Regions from separate parts of the Zea mays genome. Here regions 1 and 2 are each linked to region 3. Evidence: chromatin contacts called from public Hi-C data. All regions are on one chromosome and are shown on one strand. Each heading gives the region's core, a stretch centred on a gene start, on an enhancer-like site or on the middle of the called end of the contact. The rest is flanking DNA. Distances are from core to core; before and after follow the strand shown. Region 1 holds the start of LOC118476764. Region 2 has its middle 67 kb from the start of LOC103651348. Region 3 holds the start of LOC100275480.

Region 1 (3,605 bases), core at 335-2,834, 220 kb after region 3:
CCATGAACTTGTCCTTCCGACGAAGAAAGCTCTCTAAGAAAACATAATTTGTTCCAAACCTAGTGGCATTCCATTGAACCAACTCCCCACCAATTGCCTCCTTGATCATGGAATGTAGCTTGTTATGGTTGTAAAGAAACCGTGATACCCGTCTAGCACTTTGAATCACAACATCATGCTCAGGAAAATTTCTAATCTCCTTTAACATCAAATTTATGGTATGAGCGACACATGGCTGCCACACAATAGTAGGGTGCTTCGCGACTACCATACGTCATGCCTTTTTGTGGTTCGCACCATTATCAGTGATAATCTGGACCACATGCTCTGGACCAATTTCGGTGACCACGTCCATGATTTCCTACAAGCATCGTCCAAATTACAACAATAAGAGGCGCATAGAATAGCATTCAACCAACCATAAAATGATAATGAAATTACCTTATATAGGTAATTCGCATCCTGGGATTTACCCGTTGCATCCACTGATTTATGGAAGAACATAACACCATTACAAAATAACATGAAATTAATCACTGACATTTGGGTCGGTCCTGTCCGTGAGTCGCACATGATGGTAAGTCCATATGTTGGCCAGTCCTCCTTGAACTTTGTGAAATCATCCTGCAAATCCTTCTCATTCTCATCTAACTACCGATTGTCAATCAAATATCCTTTCGGATATCTGACCCCTTCACCTACATGTCAGGTACAACATGAATGAGAGAAATGTACGACATTGATTGACAATGATAAACTTTGGATCCACACTCACCATGTTTTTGCGTCTCTCTAAATGCATTGATGAAATATGGACTGTTTGCTTTATGCCCTGGAATCGCCTCCGCATGGAACCACTTAGCCCACTGCTGACCAACAAAATGGACCGCATTCTTTCCCGCCTTAGAGAACGGACCCGTATCAATCCTTGTCTGCACCATATGTGGCTTCTCCTTCCTAGAACCTATTCTCCCAAACGCGGCACGGAGACCACCTTGGTACGAGCCACCACCCGTCTCATACGTGCCACCGCTCGCGCGAGCACGCATCCTAAGCTCCTCCTCTCTCGACGCACGCATTGCGGCCTGTAACTCCGCATCATCATCATCATCGGAAACACGATGCGAACCCGCCGCTTGCAACTTTCGTGCCTCTTCCGCTACTCTTGCTTTTCTTTTATCATGGACCTTGTCTAGCTCACGCCGAAAGTAATCGGCAGTGTCCGGTGGAACGGTGCGACAACCTTGCACATTCCCCCCACACGATGCAAGGTGTTGCTTGAAACGTGTAGCACCACCACCCTTCCACTGTTTCTTGCAATACTTGCACTTGAATCCGGGATATATGTTGTCCCCGTGTACCCAAACCGGATCTTGCCGCTCCGACATCCCTGAAAATAGCAACAACAACTATTATTAGCCTACAATTATTAGCCTACATCTATTTTTACAAGTAGCGGTGCTAATTTCAAATGATTTGAAGCCAAAAGGGGAAAAATTAACCTAACCCTACCCCTACTCGGCAGCTCGGCTAATCGACCCATCTGGCCGATTAATCGGCTCATATCACCGATAAACCGGCCTAACCGGCCGGTAAGCCGCGCGGCGCGCCCTAGCCGATGCGCCCGATAAGCCGGAGCTAGCCGGCCGATTAGCCGCTCAAACCGGCCGATAAATCGCCTCAAACCGCTGGTTTACGGACTGTCGAGGAAGAGGGACTTACCGGCGGCTTTCCGCTCCAACCGGTCGGCTAGCCGGTTCTTATGGCCGGCTCGTCGTGCTCTGGCGGCGGACGGACGACGGTTTCGACCGGACGAGGCGTAGAAGCGGATGGGGAGCTCTGTGGAGCTGGTTGCGCGGCGTTAGGGTTAAGTATAGCCATAATGGGCCAGCCCATTTAGGAGGTGTTTTTTTTTTATTTTTTTTACTTTTTTGATTTTTAGTTTGAATTCGGTAGTGTATTTTTAAATTTGGTTTCAGTGGAAAGTCTTAGAATAATCCATAGTATTTATAAGAAAATTTTCGTCAAAATATTTCAAATTTTATAAAATTTCACAAATTCAAACTACAAAACCGGCTGGGCCCGATAACCGGAAAGCCGGCCGGTTTATCTGGTTTGCCGACCGGTTTCTCAAACCTTGGGCGGCACTGCGCTGTGTACCTTATCCCTATTTCAAACTCATCCTTCAAACAGTGTCAAACAGATTCACCGAAAACAGCCTTAAGCAAGTAAGTAAATTCTAACAAACTGCATTTCGAATAGATCCTCGTCTCGCAGGTCCCAGCCGCATGCCCGACCCTGTAATCCTAACCTTGTTCTTGCTAAATCATTCCCCAAACCCATTTCAAGACATCTAGCTCGTGACAGGAGCCACCACCTGTTATTCAGCGCATCAGCGGCTAGTATGAAGTCAAAACGGGGGGCTAACTTTACAGTACACAGGTTTTCAATTCCCATGGTACGTATGACGAGGTCCGCAGTTACGTGGAAAACGATTGTCCCACATCTGTCCCGACTCCTGCCTGATGTGTGTCAGTTCTAGCGGAAGAGCCTAGGAACAGAGCGCCGTGGGATCTTCCCTTCAAGCTTCAATCTTCTGTATGCCTCCCTGATGTGACAAGGCCTGATGGGTCCTGAATCCTTCCTCTCACTCATGACTACTCTTGCTGCAATACACAGTGAAATTGTCAAGAGAAAGCAACAACCAAGAAAGCCATCCCTTCTGTTGGAACCTACAAATTCTGCTAGCAAGTTCCTTGGATCGTAGCGAGGTGGAAAGAAGAAAATGGACCACAGAAACAGAAGCCAGACTAAAAAAACAAGATCATACTAGGTGAGCTTACAGTTGGATGTTGGTTATCATCCTTAGACAACGTACAAAATATACATTTCAGCAACGCTGTAGAAAATCGGATTCCATAGGAAAAAAAAGTAAACGTGACTATTCTGAACTTGCCTGTTTCAATTAGCTCACCAACAAATATTTTTGCTATTCCTGATACCACAATTGATGTAGGGATAGAAATCTTTTGACTTCCAGTGATGCTTGCCAATAGCTGTAAGCAAACACAATACAGATTAACACTACAAAATCTGGCCGAAGACTGATCTGAGTTACTGGATAGCAATTACATGATTAAAGGATTCAAATTTGTTATCGGCACACCCTCTATTCAAATCGGTACGGGCATACAAATTTCAAGCCTGCAGCATGATGAATGAAGCAAAAAAAAAAAAAAAAACTCCCGACCAAATTGTTGTTATCCAAGCACTTCTATAGGAAATGAAATAAATACATATAACATGCATGGCTATCTTAGTATGTTTCATATAAGGCATCGAGAGCCGAGTAATTTTCCATGAATTGGAACAAAAAACAAATATTTGCTTTAGCAGCTAGCACTTATTTGACTTAAGATACTATCACTAGTCATGCATTCAAGGTAAAAATATCTGCTCTATATGCATATATTTATTTACAAATTCAACCATTGAGAAATAATGGGACAAATATAAATAACGCATGAGTTTAGATCATTTAATTTAGAGAAAATAGAAAAGACTCGCCTACAAGTCAGGGGATTTCAAAGTTCAAATATCCACTT
Region 2 (3,782 bases), core at 904-3,403, 140 kb before region 3:
CGCCAGCAGCCTTCCCCAACGGCTACTTGGTGGTTGAGGGATATAAATCCCCCCAACCACCACAACTCCATGCATCCAGGTTTTTTGAAGTTCTCATTCAATACAAGAGCTAGTGCATTCACTCCTAGACACAATTCAAAAGATCAAAGCCTCTCCAAGTCCTAAATTCATTCCAACCACCTAGTGACTTGAGAGAGTGTGTGTTCGTGTTCATTTGTGCTCTTGTTGCTTGGATCGCTTTCTTCCTTCCTCATTCTTGTTCCAAAGTGACTTGTAATCAAAGCAAGAGACACCTAAGTGTGTGGTGGTCCTTGCGGGGTCTAAGTGACCCGTTTGATTAAGGAGAAAGCTCACTCGGTCTAAGTGACCGTTTTGAGAGAGGGAAATGGTTGAAAGAGATCCGGTCTTTGTGACCACCTCAACGGGGATTAGGTTCTTTGGAACCGAACCTCGGTAAAACAAATCCCCGTGTTCATTCGCTTGATTTCCATTTGATTTGTTTTCCCCTCTCTCCCGGACTTGATTTAAGTTCTAATGCTAACCCCGACTTGTAGTGTGTGTTTAAAGTTGTAAATTTCAGATTACGCCTATTCACCCCCTCTAGGCGACTTTCAATAAGCTTAGGTGGGGTGATTTTGATAAACTTGGGAGCAGCTTATGGGTTCTCTGAATGTTTTGACCCACTACACTCGCCGACCTTTCTAAAACAAGCGACACTCTCATATTGAGCAACAAAGCCTAACCACGGTCCACCAGTTCCCCTCTTGAACTGTCTAACCATCATGCCCAATTGGAACTCACTACACGACGCCCAGCTCGAGACCGATCGAATGTATGTGTTTTCTTCCTTGATCCGGGTCCTATCGTGTCTGTAGGACTCAAGAGCATATTGCAAACCCTCACAAAGCGCACACTGTGCAAGTGCAGGGGCACTCACTAAGCTAGACTTCTCAAGCAAGGCTATCATAGTGTTTCTCTCTCTGGTAGCTCAATTTGCAAACCAGGACAAGTTGTACGCATCTAACAAGGTAAACCTGGATCTCAACTCGTCGCGCTCATCTAGCAAGGTGTATAAGTGATAATGTTTTACAATAATAACAAAGAAAATATGTTCTGATTATAATTTAAGCGTGACGGAAATCCCCGATGGGATTTATCCCCGCGGGGAACGAGGATGGGGAAGAAATGCCCCCGCAAGAGTTCGTGGGGATCCCCGTGGCGAACTTTTTTCATTGCGGGGACGAGTATGGGGAGCTAAAACATGACGGAGAATTCCCCGTTGCCATCCCTAAATATGATAGACTTGTTCGTGAATTATTTTTGTTTTTACATTTATAATTCACATATCTTTACTTGCTTTTGTTTTTTTTTTTGCATTCTTTTAAGTCTGCATACAAAATCAAGAAGAGTTTCTCTTTTTTATTAAGCCGAACAGATATGACAGATACATGTGATAAAATTTCATCACTCACGTTTGAGTTGTACTATACATACATAAAGTCCATTGCACATGTTGCATATAAAGTGATTTTTTTGAAGATGTTGATCCATTCCAGATATGGCATGATCCACTTGGTCATCAAGGTATAGGGATGATGAGATAAATTACATGCAATTATATTGGTCATAATTTGCCCACAACAATTTTTTTTTCTTAAATCGAAAGATTTTATTTGCACAGTATGTGCAACTGGGAAAATGATTTTGAAACCAACACATCTTAAAATTAAAGTTGAACAACAAAAAAATCTAGGAAGAATTCAAGAAGATATTTGTGGACCAATTACACCAACTTCTGAACCATTCAGATACTTCATGGTATTGATTGACGCATCTACTCGATGGTCACATGTGTGTTAGAAAATAAACATTTGCTCAATTCTCTAGGGGGTGACACTTATCTCGCCAAGGGACATATATGCCCTTTGGCTTGCACCCCTACATGTGTATATATATAGTCTCCCTGCAATAACAAACAGTGGATGTTATTTTCATTCACTCGAACTCGTTTTCATTACACTACAACATTTCCATTCCATCGCGTGCTTGCTTAGAAAGAGAAGTTTTAAAAAAACACACCGTGCCAAGATGGCGAGGCGCCACACCATGACACGAGCCCGCTTCGTTTTTGTAATGGGACACGGCTGCGGGCCGTGGGCCGTGGGCCGTGGGCCGTGGGCCGTGGGCCGTAAGCTGGGAGCAGCGACGAGGTAGGACGACTAGGGCCTCGGCATCGCCACGGCCGGCCGGAGGACGGGAGGAGGACCCGGCACAACGCACGCAACGCATCGGGTCCGCGCGCGCGAAAGGGACGTGCGGCGGCGTCCCTTGGGCGTCGGAATGGGTCGCGGAGAGCGGCCGCGACTCCGACGAGCCCTCCTCCTTCCGGTCACGATCAGGCCTCCTCCGGTCCTCCACTGCCTGCCCCCCCCCCCCCCCCCCCCCCCCCCCCCCCCCGTGCTCTCCTGGTTTTTGTTTGTTTGTTTGTTTCCACGCACGCGCTACGGTCTGTGCATGTCCCTACCCACGGTTAGTTTTACTTGCTCCATATGATGCGCGGAAAGCAGCGCCACGGGCAAATGATGCAACGGAGACGGCGGCGGGTCTCCCCGTGGGCGCTACAGTGCACCCCGGGAGACGAGGCGAAAACTGCTGGCGGCGGGATGCGGTCGGCGTTGCCAGGTCGCGACGTACCTGACCCTTCTCCACCACGAGGGAAAACAAAAACACAGCTGCGCATGCAGTCATGACTCATGAGTGCGTTGCTCGGTTAAACGCGGCAATAATTGGAGTAGCTAGCTAGGCAGTGGGCGTCCAACCAGGAGCCTTTGACTTGGGGATGAGTAGATGACTAAAGAAAAGGGGAGCGTCGTGCCTGGCTGGGTGAGTGAGTGTCTGAGTGACAGAGTGAGAGACTGAGAGCCAGCCACGCGAAGCAAAGCGCCACTTGTCCTTCCTGCGAGCGAGGTGGTAAACTTTACTCTAACCAGGTGACATACGTGGCGCGGGGGCAGCCAGTTTCGTTTTCAGCACGGCAACAGTACCTTTCTAACGTCTCTGTCTGGGAAGAGAAAGAGTCAGAGAGAGAGCCGATCACGTTATCTCCATTTGCCGGCCATCACAGAATTCGCGAAAAGACGTGCGTCAGAACGTGTAGGAGATGCTCTTTCGTTCGAGGAGAGGGGGAAGCTGATCTGATAAGCACGGTAGTAGTACTAGCAGACGTGCACGGTAATAATAAGCTGAAGACAACTACTCCCTCCGTCCGGTTGAATTAGGCGCTCTAGCCCAAACAGTATGTCCAATGAATTTGTCGTTTTACCTCCGTCACGCCGTTCGCACTGCCGCCGCCGCTGCGTCGTTCCTCATGCGCCACATATTCTCGTTCACACCCTGATTGCGCACCATAAAGGAAGCCAAATCCCATTTCGATCTACATCAGCAGCAAGCCAGCAAAGGAGCGATTCCAGCGATCTGCATCAGCAGCCAAATCCCATTTCTTGTCTAGCAGCAAAGTCCGTCTAGAAAGCCAAATCCCATTTCTTGTCTAACAGTAACGTCCGTCTAGAAAGCTAAATCCCATTTTCAAATCGGCATCAGTAGAACCTCCGTCTAGGAAGCCAAATCCCCATTCGTGGTCATGGAGGAGCCGTCAAAGGAGAGGAGCTCGTCTAGCAAGGAGTCTGACCCGACCTGGGCATATCGATCTCCAGCCGCGATTGCTGCACGAGCTGGCAGATCCATTCGTCGCCGTCGTAACAGCAGCGTGGTCCGGCATCGTC
Region 3 (3,329 bases), core at 262-2,761:
TTTTCATATATATTAAGACTAAAAGTCTGAAATTCTGACATCCCATTTGCATATTCCAGAAAACCCACCGAAAAATGAGGAAATTCTTGGTTGCTAGAAGAAATTCGTGCATGCCATTATATATATACAATTGTTTTTGTTGGACATAGGCTAGCCCAGTCTTTTTATGAATCCTAGATCATGACAATATACAGTTACCAACGATGCAAATACGCCGCACTAACTTTGGCTCTAGAACACGTGTTATCTATCATTGTTCCGGAAAAAAAAAACTTATTCGAGACCGTTTAAAACAAGGAATGGATATAGTGATTTTTCTTATACATACCTAAAAAGAATTTCTTAACAACGACGAAGTATAGCTATGCACTAGTACGTGAATTATTAGGCGGTTTGGTTCTAAGTCAGAGACCTTTCCATAACACAGCCTGCCACTTTATTTGGATTACATACGTCCGAGGATTAAGGTCGTAGTTGGACTTGTTCGTTGTATGGGATTAAGGTCTTGTTCAGTTACGAGGATAAAATCTTATCATAGATTTAATCCGAGTATGAATTAAGTAAATCTATACCTCACATCTAATCACATGGTAGGATTAAATCCATCATTTAATTTTTGTATCTTTAAAGTTAGTTATTCTTTTGATTCATGGATTATAATATAAATTTCTGCAATATATTTATATATTTGTTCCATACCTGATGAGCTATGGATAGAATACATGTCTTCCATAGTTTAAAAAAATTCTAAATCCTTACGTTATAATCCATGTTTGGTTTAATCGAATAAAAATTTGAGTAGCCTTAAATTATTTAGGAACATGGATTGTGATATAATTCATCCTAAGCCAGAGCTGGATTGATATAATAAATGAACCAGGCCTAAGTGAGTTTCGATCCTTAAAAAAGTTAAGATCTTTCATAAAATTTTCTAATTTCATCTAATCTACATAAAATTAGAGTAACGAAACAAGACCTAATGTGGTCTCAATCAAACAGGGCCTTTAGATAGTGTTTGGTTGAAGAGCTAAGTAGAACGGAGTCGTTCTGTTCCAGTTTTGTTGCTGTTTGGTTACAAAGTAACTAGAACGGAATGACTCTAATTAGGGAATATTCTTCTCAGATCCGGAACCATTCCGCTCCAAAAAATCAACCGGACGGAGCCGCTCCGTTCCCATCCCGCTCTCACAGTCACGCTCCGTTCCGTTGACTCTGCAACCAAACAAAAAACAGAGCCGCTCCGTTCCAGATTAACAAACACAAAATAGAGCGGCTCCGTTACTAGAATCAGGGATGGAACGACTCCGTTCTACTTGGCTCCTCAACCAAACACTACCTTAGTTCGCGCGCTTCCGTTCGTCCATGGACCCATGGAGGTGGAGGTGGAGCACGACGATAGCGAGGGAACTTATCCGTGCCGCGCTGCGAACACGTCCCTTTTACCCTTGTCTGAACAAGTCATCCGCTTCGTGACGCGCTACAAATAGCACGGCCGAGGAACCATCCGAGTTGCGAACACCACCCACAATCTCGTGTCACTCCCTAGTAACCACGCACTCACTTGGCCAGTGCCGCTCCACGCACGCACGCACAGACATGGGCAACACCGTGCCGCCGCGCGTGTCCCGCGAGGCCACCGGCGGCAGGAGGGGCGCCGGGACCGCGCGCAGGCGCAGGCGCTCCGAGAACGTTGCCGTCACCGAGGCGGCGCCTCCTGCCACGCCGAGCCGCGTGGTGGGCACGGCGCGCAAGCAGGACGGCGACGTTGAGGAGGAAACGACGCGCGCGGGACGAGCTCTGCGGGCGGGTGGTGGCGACGGCGCGGCCGCGTCCAGCAAGGTGCTGGCGGTGAGGATCGTGATGGAGAGGAAGGACGCGGAGGCGCTGGTGGCGAGGCTGATGGAGGCGCAGAGCGCGCGGGTGCGCAAGGCCAGGATGGCCGAGCTCAGAAGCGAGCTACGGGCCGGGAGCTGCAGTGGCGCGGCGGCGCGCGCCGAGACGCTGGGACTGGGAGGCAACCGCATGCTCCCGCCGATAGACTGATAGAGGAGAACAGGTGTGAGCGCGCGCCCAGTGGTGCCACACCACTAGCTTTGAGCGCCGGAGCTTGCAGTTTGCTTTAGTACGTGAACAACTTGCAGTAGTGTTTTAAGTTAGACGTGAACAACTTTTTAGCTTTTACCTAGGACAGTCGCGGTTTCAGGTGAGTAGTGTATGATTCGTTGGTCACCCGGGCCGTGCCTGTACATATGTGTAGGAGTGCTGTGGAGATGATTCTATGGCAGCATGGCCAGTCTCTAGTCTCTACACAAGTAGTGGTGCAGCTCAGCTAGCTTCTTAGTTCATGATCACTTTCTCGTCTCTATCGCCTCGCTCACGGCTATCGCTTCATCTCCAAGCTTTGTTTTCTGAACGGGGTAGCCAAGCCAAACCTGCCACGGCGGCGAATGCATGCATCAGCAGCGAGCATTTGGCGGCTGCACTGGCCGTTCCTTACCCTTTCACACGAGGAGAAAGCAACGGGGCGGGCAAGTGGTACGTCAGGAGCTGAGCCAGTGGTCACCGGGGCTTGGTAGATCAGATAACTGCTAGAAACAGTCGACCTCTGCGCAAGTGGCCCGCCGTTTTCACGCCCATCCGCTCCAAATTTCTTCCTTTCTGATCTACCTTCTCATGATCTCATCCATCCCCAAGACGGCTGTCAAGGTCAGATGTTATATTAGCAAGCGTCAAAGGGGCGGTTTACTCAGAGCTTCAGCTCTTCATTTGTAAAGCTAGATCGAAAGCGTTATTTTTTTAAAAAAAAAAGTTTTGAATAAGATGACCGTGTAATAATAAATACATCTTGGTCTTGGATTAGCATTCTATGTAAGCCAACATAAGTACCTTGGAACCTGTATATGGCTTGTAATACAATACATCCTTTTTAGCTTTTTAAACTGGCTGTTACCTGAGCATGTCTATCCTTACTGTAAGCTACGATAAGGCTATTCCTAATAGGCAGTATCATACTTATTAATGAGATGCCTTTCTTTTTGCTGATGTGGTACGACATTTAGTAAGAGGGAGAATAAAATTGTATCTTATCTTACCACTGTATAATCCATCAATTTTAATTTTACAATACTCATCCAACCAAATCATCTTCACACCATAACCTCAACTAAATCCACCAAACAAATTGCGCTCAGACTTAACACAGCATCAAAATCAACAGTTCAGATCGCTGAATAGTTCTCTCTTCCTTACTCACTCAAATCCAAATGACAATATTATTTATATAATCCCTCATCCCTCATCTCTCCCTTCCATACGACCCCACCACTCCC

The links. A called contact is a pair of places that touch in the nucleus more often than the background predicts.
Region 1: a Hi-C map of ear shows a contact between it and region 3, with 2.7 times the contacts expected there. The contact joins the promoter of LOC118476764 here to the promoter of LOC100275480 in region 3. A contact is called at or near these places in 6 of 25 Hi-C or Micro-C datasets (ear, endosperm, leaf and 2 more).
Region 2: a Hi-C map of ear shows a contact between it and region 3, with 2.1 times the contacts expected there. The contact joins the enhancer-like site here to the promoter of LOC100275480 in region 3. A contact is called at or near these places in 7 of 25 Hi-C or Micro-C datasets (bundle sheath, ear, endosperm and 2 more).

The regions. Positions count from the first base shown.
Region 1 is chr3:214,197,752-214,201,356 of Zm-B73-REFERENCE-NAM-5.0, forward strand. It overlaps LOC118476764, which reads right to left and starts at 1,585. Exons shown (of 2, transcript XM_035966432.1): 1 at 1-1,585. LOC100286233 (transcription initiation factor TFIID subunit 11) reads right to left here. Exons shown (of 4, transcript NM_001159121.1): 3 at 2,957-3,056; 4 at 2,230-2,666. The coding sequence ends at 2,539.
Region 2 is chr3:213,837,813-213,841,594 of Zm-B73-REFERENCE-NAM-5.0, forward strand. No RefSeq gene overlaps it. Among protein-coding and RNA genes, the nearest start is that of LOC103651348, 67 kb to the right of the region's middle. Within about 2 kb of position 2,154, at least 18 of the 20 cell types and tissues checked have an H3K27ac peak or open chromatin away from gene starts, as enhancers often do. A contact at or near this core is called in bundle sheath, ear, endosperm and 2 more, where this site is marked.
Region 3 is chr3:213,982,344-213,985,672 of Zm-B73-REFERENCE-NAM-5.0, forward strand. LOC100275480 reads left to right here and starts at 1,512. Exons shown (of 1, transcript NM_001149544.2): 1 at 1,512-2,351. The coding sequence starts at 1,597. The coding sequence ends at 2,043.